Regions from separate parts of the Manis pentadactyla genome. Here region 1 is linked to region 2. A link is a contact called in public Hi-C data. All regions are on one chromosome and are shown on one strand. Each heading gives the region's core, a stretch centred on a gene start, on an enhancer-like site or on the middle of the called end of the contact. The rest is flanking DNA. Distances are from core to core; before and after follow the strand shown. Region 1 holds the start of ENSA (endosulfine alpha). Region 2 holds the start of TARS2 (threonyl-tRNA synthetase 2, mitochondrial).

Region 1 (4,880 bases), core at 1,505-4,004, 140 kb before region 2:
TTGTCTTAATTTCACTGGTAGGTTTAAAAAAACTCAAACAGGTATAGCCAGGCCTTTACCAATTCCCCCCTCACACCCCGACTCTCAGCCTGAGCAGCTTCCTGGCATATTTTCCACCACATGGCCCTTTGTTAATACCTTCCTGTTAAAATGTTTAAACCTCCTGGTGGGAATAAATCACATTTAGGTTTTATGCTTTTTCTAACACTGGCTATGGAGCCCACCGCCAGAACAGCTCTGACCAAAGTAATAACCACCTATCCCATCGCAAGGTGGGTGCGAGACTGGACCCAAAGGCCACAGAGTGGTGTAGCACAGACACCTACCATATATCATGTGACCGGCCATTTGCCTTTGGCACCTCCAGGGAATGATGAAGCAGACACATTGTCCTAGGTGTGCTGGCTAGAAGGAAAGCCTGCCTCTGATGTGTCCCAATGGCTACATCAGCGTTTGTTGCATGCTGGGCAAAAGGCAATGGGAACTGTAGCCTGTCAGTGGGGCTTGCCATTGACCTTTGAAGAAGTCAGCCGAGCCCAGAAGGAGTGCACTGCACATTGTGCAGATCAGCAAACCACCGCGAGGGGCTTAGTGCATCTCTTTGCAGCCTATGGCCGGTCGCCAGTGATTGAGAGTGATCAAGGCACCCACTTTATTGGACATGCATTGCAAGGATGTGTGCAGCAATTAGGAATAAAATGGACATGGCCCTGGATATTTCAACACATTGGCCAGCGATGGCTGGCCCTCCTGGCACCTTGGGTAAAAGGCCTGGAAGCTGGCCTCCTGTGTATTCCTAGAAGAACAGCAAAGTGACCCCCTACAATCAGAGTTATTTTCTTCTACAGTCCTTGTGTCCTGGATGTGCCCCCTGGCTGCAGCTGACATGTGACAGCTGGAATGGATGAGCTTTGGACTTAATCTGCATGGGACTTTGAACCTAGCTGAATCCTCTGGTTTGAGAGTTATCATGATTGTGTTGCTCTTGTCAAGAAAAAAGTGCTTAAAGAGAGGCTTGACTTTGTCTAATGTCTGGCAAAAGTTTGTGAGTAATCTAGCATAGTTGTTAGGAATGAATGAACAAGTGTAGAAACATTTTGTGCTTAGTGAAAGATTGTGCTGTAAAGTACATTTACTTAATCTGCATAGGCTGAATCCTCTGGCTTGAGGATTATTATGATTTTATTGCTGTTGCTATTATATGTTATTAGATTGGTTGGAAGAGGGAGAATGAGTAAATTATAAGGCGAGATTTCTAGAGGGGTGGCCTGTGGGTAAAATTGTAGTGTTTCCAGAATATCTCGCCTGGCTTTAGTACATCTGCATATCAATAGGCATTCAGATGTGGAAAGAAGTATGGCTTTAGTACATTTGCATCATTCCTCAGGGGTGGAGAGAAGTTCATCTCCATATCAATGGGTAATTACCTGGGCATGGAGGGCTTATCTGTACCTGAGAGGGTACTTCTTCTGGAGCAGGAAAGAGAGAGGGGCCCAGACTGCAGTTTGTAAACAATAATTGAATTTTAAACTTTATTTCTCCCTTTGACTGATTTCCATTTTCAGAGGTATTTTGCCCCAGGATTTCCTCTCTGCGGACTTACAACCACCTCTGACACAAAGTCTTCTTTTGGACCCCATACTGAATATGAGCCTTCATTTGAACCCGTGTAGCCCTTTATTAACACTTTTATTTCAATGCTAATCAGATTTTTCCTTTTATGATAATAATCTGTGTATCCCAGTGTTTGTCAAATTTCTCTATTAGAAAAGGATTATACAGAAAATTTCTAATTACACAGAAAAAAGAACAGATAGCCCCAAGGTTATTTGTTACAACACATTGCCTGGAAAATTAAAATTTAATATGAATTTTGCACTGTTATTACTAGTAGACTTTTTAAATATGAAAAATGCCATGGCTACCACTCCAGGACAATGTGTCGATTTAATTTTGGGGATTCGGGGTACTCCTGGCACACTATGAATGACCCCCTCCAACCTCAGCTCCAACGCCCACTAATAAGCTTCCGAAAGGCAGAGACTGCCTTACTATCCAAATATCCCCTGTAAAATTAATACAGTACCATCTACAAACAGACCCTTATGGAAATATTGTACTGTGACTCCAGATTGGTTAACTAGTGTTAACAATTTACTAAATGTTTACCATATACTTAGAACTGTGCTGTTTCAAGGAGCTTTGTCTTCATGGTATGACCCCTAACAAGTAAGTATAACAGTGTCTTTAAGATTAAGTTAAATCATAGAACGTATGCTATTTGTGTTCTGCGAAATGACTCGGATTGAGGACTCAAGTCTCTCCTTTCCGCAAACCAAATGACACATTGGAATGTCGTTGAGTATCACTTTAAAGTCCATTCTCACTTCCAAATTATTTAAGATCGACCATTTTCTGCTAACAATGCCCAAGGCTTAATCCTCTCCACCTTGAAATAAAATGCGTACATCCTTTAACTCCCGTTTGAAACTCGGCAACGCCTGCCAGGGAACCGAGAGTGGTGTCAGAGGTCTGACGCCACCACCATTGGGCAAAATTGCCAAAGCTTAGCAGTGCCGCCCCCACATCTCCCATGGGCTTCCAATTGGCCCTTGTGGCTCACGCTCTTTCTAGACTGGTGTTCCAGCTTGCCCGTCGCCTCCCTCCCGCCTTTAGCCGGCAATTATTGGTAGGTCGTTACGTCATTGCAGCATCTACCCCACTTCCATTGGCTCCCAATGGAAAGGGCGGCCGCGGCGTCACACGCAGGAGCCGCCATTTTGACAGAGCAACCTTAGTGACAGGAGCCGAAGCAGCCGCGCAGGTTGTCCCCGTTTCCCCTCCCCCTTCCCTTCTCCGTTTGACTTCCCGGGCCCCCTACACGCCACAGCCCCGGCCCCGCCATGTCCCAGAAACAAGAAGAGGAGAACCCTGCGGAGGAGACCGGCGAGGAGAAGCAGGTGAAATGGAGGGGGTGCGGGCTGCGAGCAGGGGGCGACCGTGATGGGGCGGCAGTCGGTCTCCCACCGCTGCGAATTGGTCGCCATTGTCTCAGGTCCTGCAGGGGTTGGCTACTTCATACGTCACGCAGGCAGACTTAAGTTGTGCTCTAATTGGCCGAGCTTGGGCGCAGGGCGGGTGTTTGGAAAAACTGAGTGAATGAAAGGGGGTGGTGGTCCCAAGATGCAGTGTGTGTTCTTGGTTAGTATGTGTTAATGACCGGACAACCAGGCTACGGTCAGCATCCTGAGTCCTCAGAAAGATACACGTCGAGGTAAAGAATTTTACAAAGGACCAGCACTTGGGGGTAGGGAGAAGAGAAATTATTATTATGGTTAGTTTAAGGCTGCAGCTTTCTCAAGAGATCTGTTTTGACGGTTGGGGTTGGTCTGTTGCCCACCTTCAGTGAGGACCGAACAGGATTGTAGAGGGCTAGAGTTCCATACAGAATAATGGAGGTTAAACCTAGAAAGACACCGGGAGCGTCGTGACAAGAAAGACGCCACCTTATTCCCCCAGGACATCCAAGGCAAGTGGTCGTACTAAGCTCACCTGCAATTATGTGATGAAAACACCCGAAATCCACTTCTTACTGGGTTTAGGTCCTTTTCAAAAATTACTAAAGGGCAGCAGGGCCCACAAAAAGCAAGAAGAGAATACCACCACCAGTGAAAGCCTCTGCAAGCGAGTTGAGCTCCTGGCTGTTACCCAAACTTTCATCACTTGCCCCACTGGGAAGGTGTTGACTTTTTGGTAAAAACTGGGTAATACCTATGTATATCGCAGCACTATTTACAATAGCCAAGAAATGAAAGCAACCTAAGTGTCCATCAGTAGATGAATGGATAAAGAAGATGTGGTACATATACACAATGGAATATTATTCAGCCATAAGAAGAAAACAAATCCTACCATTTGCAACAACATGGATGGAGCTAGAGGGTATTATGCTCAGTGAAATAAGCCAGGCAGAAAAAGGCAAGTATCAGATGATTTTACTCATCTGTGGAGTATAAAAACTAAGAATAAACTGAAGAAACAAAACAGCAGCAGAATCACAGAACCCAAGAATGGACCAACAGTTACCAAAGGGAAAGGGACTGGGGAGGATGGGTGGGAAGGGAGGGAGAAGGAGGATAAGGGGGCATTACAATTAGCACACATAATGTAGAGACTGGGGCACAGGAAGGGCAGTGCAACACAGAGAAGACAGGTAGTGATTCTATAGCATCTTACTACGCTGATGGACAGTGACTGTAAATTTGGGTATGTGGTGGGAACTTGATAATGAGGGGAGTCTAGTAACCATAATGTTGCTCATGTAATTTTACATTAATGATACCAAAAAAAAAACTGGGTAAATACTAGTGAACATACTGTATCTCAATTCTCCCGAGGTTAGAAACAGTGTCCTTTCCATCTGTTTACCTGTCATCTTCCTACCATAATGTTTGTGGAAATACTAAAGCAACTTTGTCCGATTACTGAGGTGGAGTGTTTTTGGAGACCACGTAGCTGTAGCTTCCTCCACAGAGACTTATCAGATGACTATCTTACACTCTTGAGTAAGGAGGGAACATTTCAGCAGAATTATCCTTTTTGATTTCCCATTTACCTGTACTGTGTGTTAGCTTTCCTACTCATCTTGTATCATCAGAAGTTCTGGCTAGCTCTTCCCTCTTGTTTTCTTTCCTAGCTTCTGTGCTGAGTGAGCTGTGGCTCATTCTGATTCAAGTATTGTATTTAGTTATTACCTTTAACCCAATACTCACATCATGGAGGTGGTTCCCTGGGCATCGTGTGAAAACTAGCTTGTCTTTTTCTTCTCACAATACAGTCATCTTAAGCTTTAGGGATTTGAACAAAGGTCCAGCTTTATA
Region 2 (5,363 bases), core at 1,076-3,575:
GAGTAAATCTTATGCACTCTCAAAAAAGAAAAAATGAGACGATGAAAGTGTTAACTCAATTGTGGGAATCCTTTCACAATGAAAACGTATCAAATTTTCACATCGTACACTTTAAGTATCATTACAATTTTGTCAATTGTACTTCAAAAAATTTAAAAGTAAAATAAGATATCGTGAAATATCTAAAAATTAAACCATCCCAGAATCATTCTCTTCCTTCCTTGGCTACTCACCGTTCCTTTCCCAGGAAGAAATCATGATAGAAGCCACATTCTGTACTCGGACCTTGGCAGAGTATAGCACCTAGGAATTGTTCAGCTGCTGCCCCCAAGACATGGCTGCTGGAGTGCCAGAATACCTGGGTTCACAAGAAAGGAGTTCATGAGTTCATAACATTCTTCTTTAACCTCCAGTTTGCTGATCCTTGCCTCAGAGAAGCTGGTATGAAACCAATATGACTCTTTTAGGAATAACTTTCACAAAATGGGGAACCTGACCTTGACAGTGACCAAAAGAACAGAAAAGAAAGCAACAGGCCAGTAAGAGTAGTGTACTGAAGACAGCAGCTTGTAGCCCCACTCCTCAGTGCTTCCTGGTCCTGCAGCCTAAAAGTAGGAAACCAGCCAGTTGTCTTTTGCTGCTCCTAACATCCCCTTTTAGGGCTTCAGAGTAAACTAATTTCTGAAGACAGTGGTTCCTAAGGGCTCTGTTCTTTTAGTCCTATTTTTTTTTCTATCCTAGGAATCTAGTGTGATGCAACTACTCCTGTAGGATTTGGTCACCACTTACACATAGGTGAAATGAGAACTTAATTTTTTCTGGATACTAACAGATGATGTCTGCATTACCCAAACTGACAAGAAGAGGACAAGGTGACATGGGGAGGAGGCCAGGTTGTGTGCTCAGCTGTGGAAGCCAGATTAGAATTAAATACACTAAAGTTGATTTATAATGAAGGTCTCAAGGTGGGGCACTGAGTCGGCATATTAACATTATCCTGTTTTCAACTTACCATCTCTCCCTTTCACTAGCACAAATGATGTCTGCTTAATAGATCTAAACTAAGTAAAAACCTTCATCTTAAATTTCCAGCTTAGCCACAAGTAGTCAAGACAAGCCATCTGTGGTAGGTTTTCCTCCCTATTACAACTGGAGAAAGTGAGGCAAAAGAAATAAATACTAGAAATGCCCTACTTCAATACCTCTTAGTTTAGTAGACACTGTATTCCTGAAAAGGAACTTACTGCTTTTCCCTCTGTGGAATCGAATGTCAGAAATCTGATGTCAGAATCGGTCTCCAAGGGCCGCTCCAGATCATAAGGTTCTCCATTCACTTGAGCAGCAACTGCAGTATCTGCCAGAGGTGAACTTCAGCAGTGGACGATGGGAGATAAAGAAAAAGACCATTTACAATCCACAGGGGAAGAGGACTAATCTCTTAGCAACTCCAAACTTGCAAAGGGGAAAGGTGTTACCACAGCAATACAACCTACCATTCTTTTCCCAAAAGATAACAGAGGAAGGGCAAAGACTCTGAAACTAATGCAGATAAAAACTAATGCAGGACCCTCAGGAAAAGACTATATTAATGGGGATGGAATAGAAACAAGCATAATTTTCTTTCCCTGATGAAGTCCAAATAAGTACAATGGTAGAATAATCACCCTGGTAGCTATGAAATGGGTCTCGTACCTGATCTGCTGGGCTAGTTGGTAAGGAGTTGTGTTCCATGCTACAGCATCCATTTTCTGGCCTCCAGCAAGTGTTATTTTAATAGTCCGGTGTTCCTTCTGTGCCATGCTTGCTAATCTCTTTACTTGAGCAGCCCATAGCTCCTCAAAAAGGCTAAGCCGCTCTGCTAACCAGTGTGGAGGCGTACGCACAGCCTGGCAGGAAAGATGTTAGGTGACATAGGTCCCAGCATTCCTTCCTGGGACTGGGGATGGTGGGAGATGAGGTCATTTAAGTGGCCTTGGTCCCAATCCCCACTCTTAAGAGGATTGGGTAACACAGGGCCCTAGGCGGGGAGCCCGACGATCCCCAGGCTGTTGACCCCAGGAAAAAGATGATGCAACTAAGGGCTAGGGTAGTCGAGTCCGGGTACTCAGGGCGGGGGCAGGGAGTGTCATGCTGGGTTGAGCCCGATGCCGTTCGTAACTTTGGGGTACCTTACGGTCCGTGTGTAGCCTGCAGGTTTGTAACCCTGGGAACCGGAGCCGCCGCCACCGCTGATACAGCCCCATGTTCCTTCAGACTCATGCCTACATCCTCAAATTAATCGTCGCGTCTGCTTCACCAGATTCCTCAATTGGTTTCTGGCCCGACAATACCCATGTCTATTGGTTACTAGAGCTGCCACTCTAATCTGGGACCACTTCCAGGAACTCGGAAGAGGTACACTCCACACAGCACAAGCAGCGGTGTAGGAGGTTCCGGTTGACCGGAAGACCTAAACTGTTACACACCCCGGCATTCCCTCGACCTGCAGGTGCAGCCCAAAAGCAGCAGCAAGATGTCCTGCAGTTTAAGGACAGGGGTAGGAAAACTCCGGAGCGTGAGAGTGGGAGTGGAGAAAAACAGACCGAAAAAGGCACTTAGTCATTTCCTTTTAACCTTAGATTTTCTATTACCTAGTCTTTGCTGTTTGTAGAAAACAGGTAAAAGCACAGACTGAAGCCAGACTGACTTAGTGTAAATCCTGATTTGCCATTCACTATGTAATTTTGGGTAGATTAATTTTGGTCTAAGATTTAATTTTCTCATCTATAAAATGAGAATAACAACAGTATCACTTGAGGTTGAGGTTAGTTTCATGTAAATAATCTGATTTATTGCGTGGTGTAGGGTAATGAGCAACAAAATCGACAAGCTCTTAGAATAGATGAATAGAACAGCTTTGGGGCTGGAGCAAAGACTCTGCAGAGAGCACTTCTTGAAGTCCCTTATTTCTAATGGTACTTAAGAGGGGCCTTAGAGACCTCTTCATCTTACAGATGAGGAATTTAAGGCGAGAGAGGGTTAAGTGACTTAAGATCAAACAATAGTGCTGATGCTTGATCCTGAATCCAGGTCTTGTACTCTTCTACTACACCATGCTTTCTCTGGTAATCGAGTTTCCTCCCAATATATGCCCCCGTCACTTCAGAAAGAGGCACCTGACCCTACAATCTTAGCTCTCTGCTTCCTACACAAAACTTTTGCCTCATTCCCATCCTAGTTCTCAATTTCTTTTATCCCTTCTCTTCTCTCTCCCTGAAAATACCTAGGACACATGACTAGGTATATTTATTTTACACAGTAAAAATTGAAACACTATCAGATTTACAGTAAAATATGAGGGGAAATGGACTTGGGGGCAGGTGTGACATTTTTCAGTAACTCCCCTTAGTCCCCTCACCTGGGGTTGGGGATGGTTAGAGTTGGTTCTCAAGTTTCCAATGGTGATGGAATCAAGAACTGTGGAGGAAGAGCTGTCAGAGAAAGCTGTTTAATCTATTAGATTTCCAGAGGCCAGCGGTTCTTTCTGGGAAAGGCAGCAGTTGACCTGAGTCACAGGCACCACTCTGAGTCTTGGCTCCATGTCTTGGTATGTTAAGACACCCTGCAATACAAACAGAAATAGACAAGACTGTGGTAGAGGAAGATAACTCGTGGTGGGGTTGAAGAGAAGGTAGTGAGAATTTTTAAATGGCATTCAGAAAGTGTGACAACAAGAATTTTCCCCATGTCTCTGCAACAAAATAGAGGGTGAGCATTATATTGCAGGTAACAAAATGGCAGTTGCTTAATAAGTAAGTATTGAATTAAGAATGTACCAATCACTGTACTGACTTAAAACTACAAGAAATACGTATACTGACACACAGATTCTTTAATCATTCTACCTTGTCCTCTTTTGTTAGGATAGTAGAGGGATGGTGGAATAAGTAGGCTACCCTGTTAGGGCAGCTTCCTGCACTCATCCCTCAAAATGTTTACTAAATGCTTATTCTGTACTGAGTACTCAGTACCCCAAACCGAGTACTCAGGGGGTGCATATCACCTACTACATTATCACCTAAGTAACTGTTACAGTGGAGGAAGGAAGAATGTCAAGTTATTCCATTCCTCCCCCTCTGTCAGGCAAGCAGCCAGCAAGGAACAGCAAGCTAGCTAAGGCCAATTCATTAATCACTGGTTCTTTTACAACTTCTCATTTACGACTAGTATGTCAGCCTCAGGGAATTTTAACCCGTTAACCTCTTAAAACTGCTCTTACCTGCCACCCAGAATATCACTGAACACTTGACTACATGCCAAGCGCTATGCCTTCGCTGCCCCATTCCGAGAACAACCCTGACAAATACTAGCTCCTCCTGTTCCCTCTAAAATGGAAAATGACCCTCAGAGAAGTCAAGCTCCTGTCAATCTGAATCCCCAGCCAGTGTTATGCCGTGCCATACTGCCTCTCGGGGACTGGAAGTCATAGTGCATGTTTAGTAGCCCAGCTCCCTTCTTCTCTCCAGGGTACACTACATGGAGCCTTTGGGGCCAAAGAGGCCTTTAATAAAAGGGTGGAGAGAGGGGTCCAATAAAATGCCAAGAAATGTCTTAACAGATTTTCTCCACCAGACTAAAGTTAAGGAAAAACAAGTGGTTATGAATACCAGATTTCACAGAAGTCTAGGGAAAAGGGAATCCTCAGCAGGATTTCCCCAAAATCCTAAATTTGGGGAAATTCTCAGCTTCACTCCACCTTTAGAACAGACATCCTTAGTCAGCCAAAATGTTGGTTAAGGAGTTGGTTTGTTTTTTTAATAATCCTAAACTATATGTAAGAATGTTCTCCATTGAAAGTACATTTTCCATTGTCATCAGGATCAACACAAACCTCTAAATCTATCTTAGCTTTTAGAAGGAAAACTCTGCATCAGAGGTAGAAAAGATATTGGAGGTAAAGAAGAAATTTAAGGTAAACTATCTAAAAGTTATGTCATTATCACCAAATGTTTTTGAGGCCCCGAGAACTAGCCAAGTGGCTAAAGGGTACAGTAGGTGGTGTGGGTAGTTAGGTTTTTTTCAAATTTCCTTAGTAATAAAGATTTAGGATGGGGCCAAGCTTTTACCTGAACTTTGCTTTAAGATGCCACAAGGGGAGATGAAGTCTAGTCAAATTTGCTGAGTAAATAAAGAGGTGGATGCTTCCTATCAGGGCATAGGTAAGTAGAACTTTGCTTTGAAAACAAAGCCTTGGGCTCACTATAAATCCCTACTAAGAGTTCCCTCAGCCAAGACCTCTTGAAACTGTATTAGAGAAAGACAGAAAGTCACTTCTACCCCTGCCTTTTAAACCCTGATTTGTCAGGTCAAGGCCAAGGGAAAAA

What was found. A called contact is a pair of places that touch in the nucleus more often than the background predicts.
Region 1: a contact with region 2 is called in a Hi-C map of skin fibroblasts, with 3 times the contacts expected there. The contact joins the promoter of ENSA here to the promoter of TARS2 in region 2. A contact is called at or near these places in 2 of 3 Hi-C or Micro-C datasets (fibroblasts and skin fibroblasts).

What each region holds. Positions count from the first base shown.
Region 1 is chr4:111,595,046-111,599,925 of mManPen7.hap1, reverse strand. ENSA (endosulfine alpha) reads left to right here and starts at 2,754. Exons shown (of 4, transcript XM_036905238.2): 1 at 2,754-2,960. The coding sequence starts at 2,904.
Region 2 is chr4:111,450,832-111,456,194 of mManPen7.hap1, reverse strand. It overlaps TARS2 (threonyl-tRNA synthetase 2, mitochondrial), which reads right to left and starts at 2,325. Exons shown (of 19, transcript XR_005028779.2): 1 at 2,169-2,325; 2 at 1,693-1,886; 3 at 1,245-1,368; 4 at 234-358.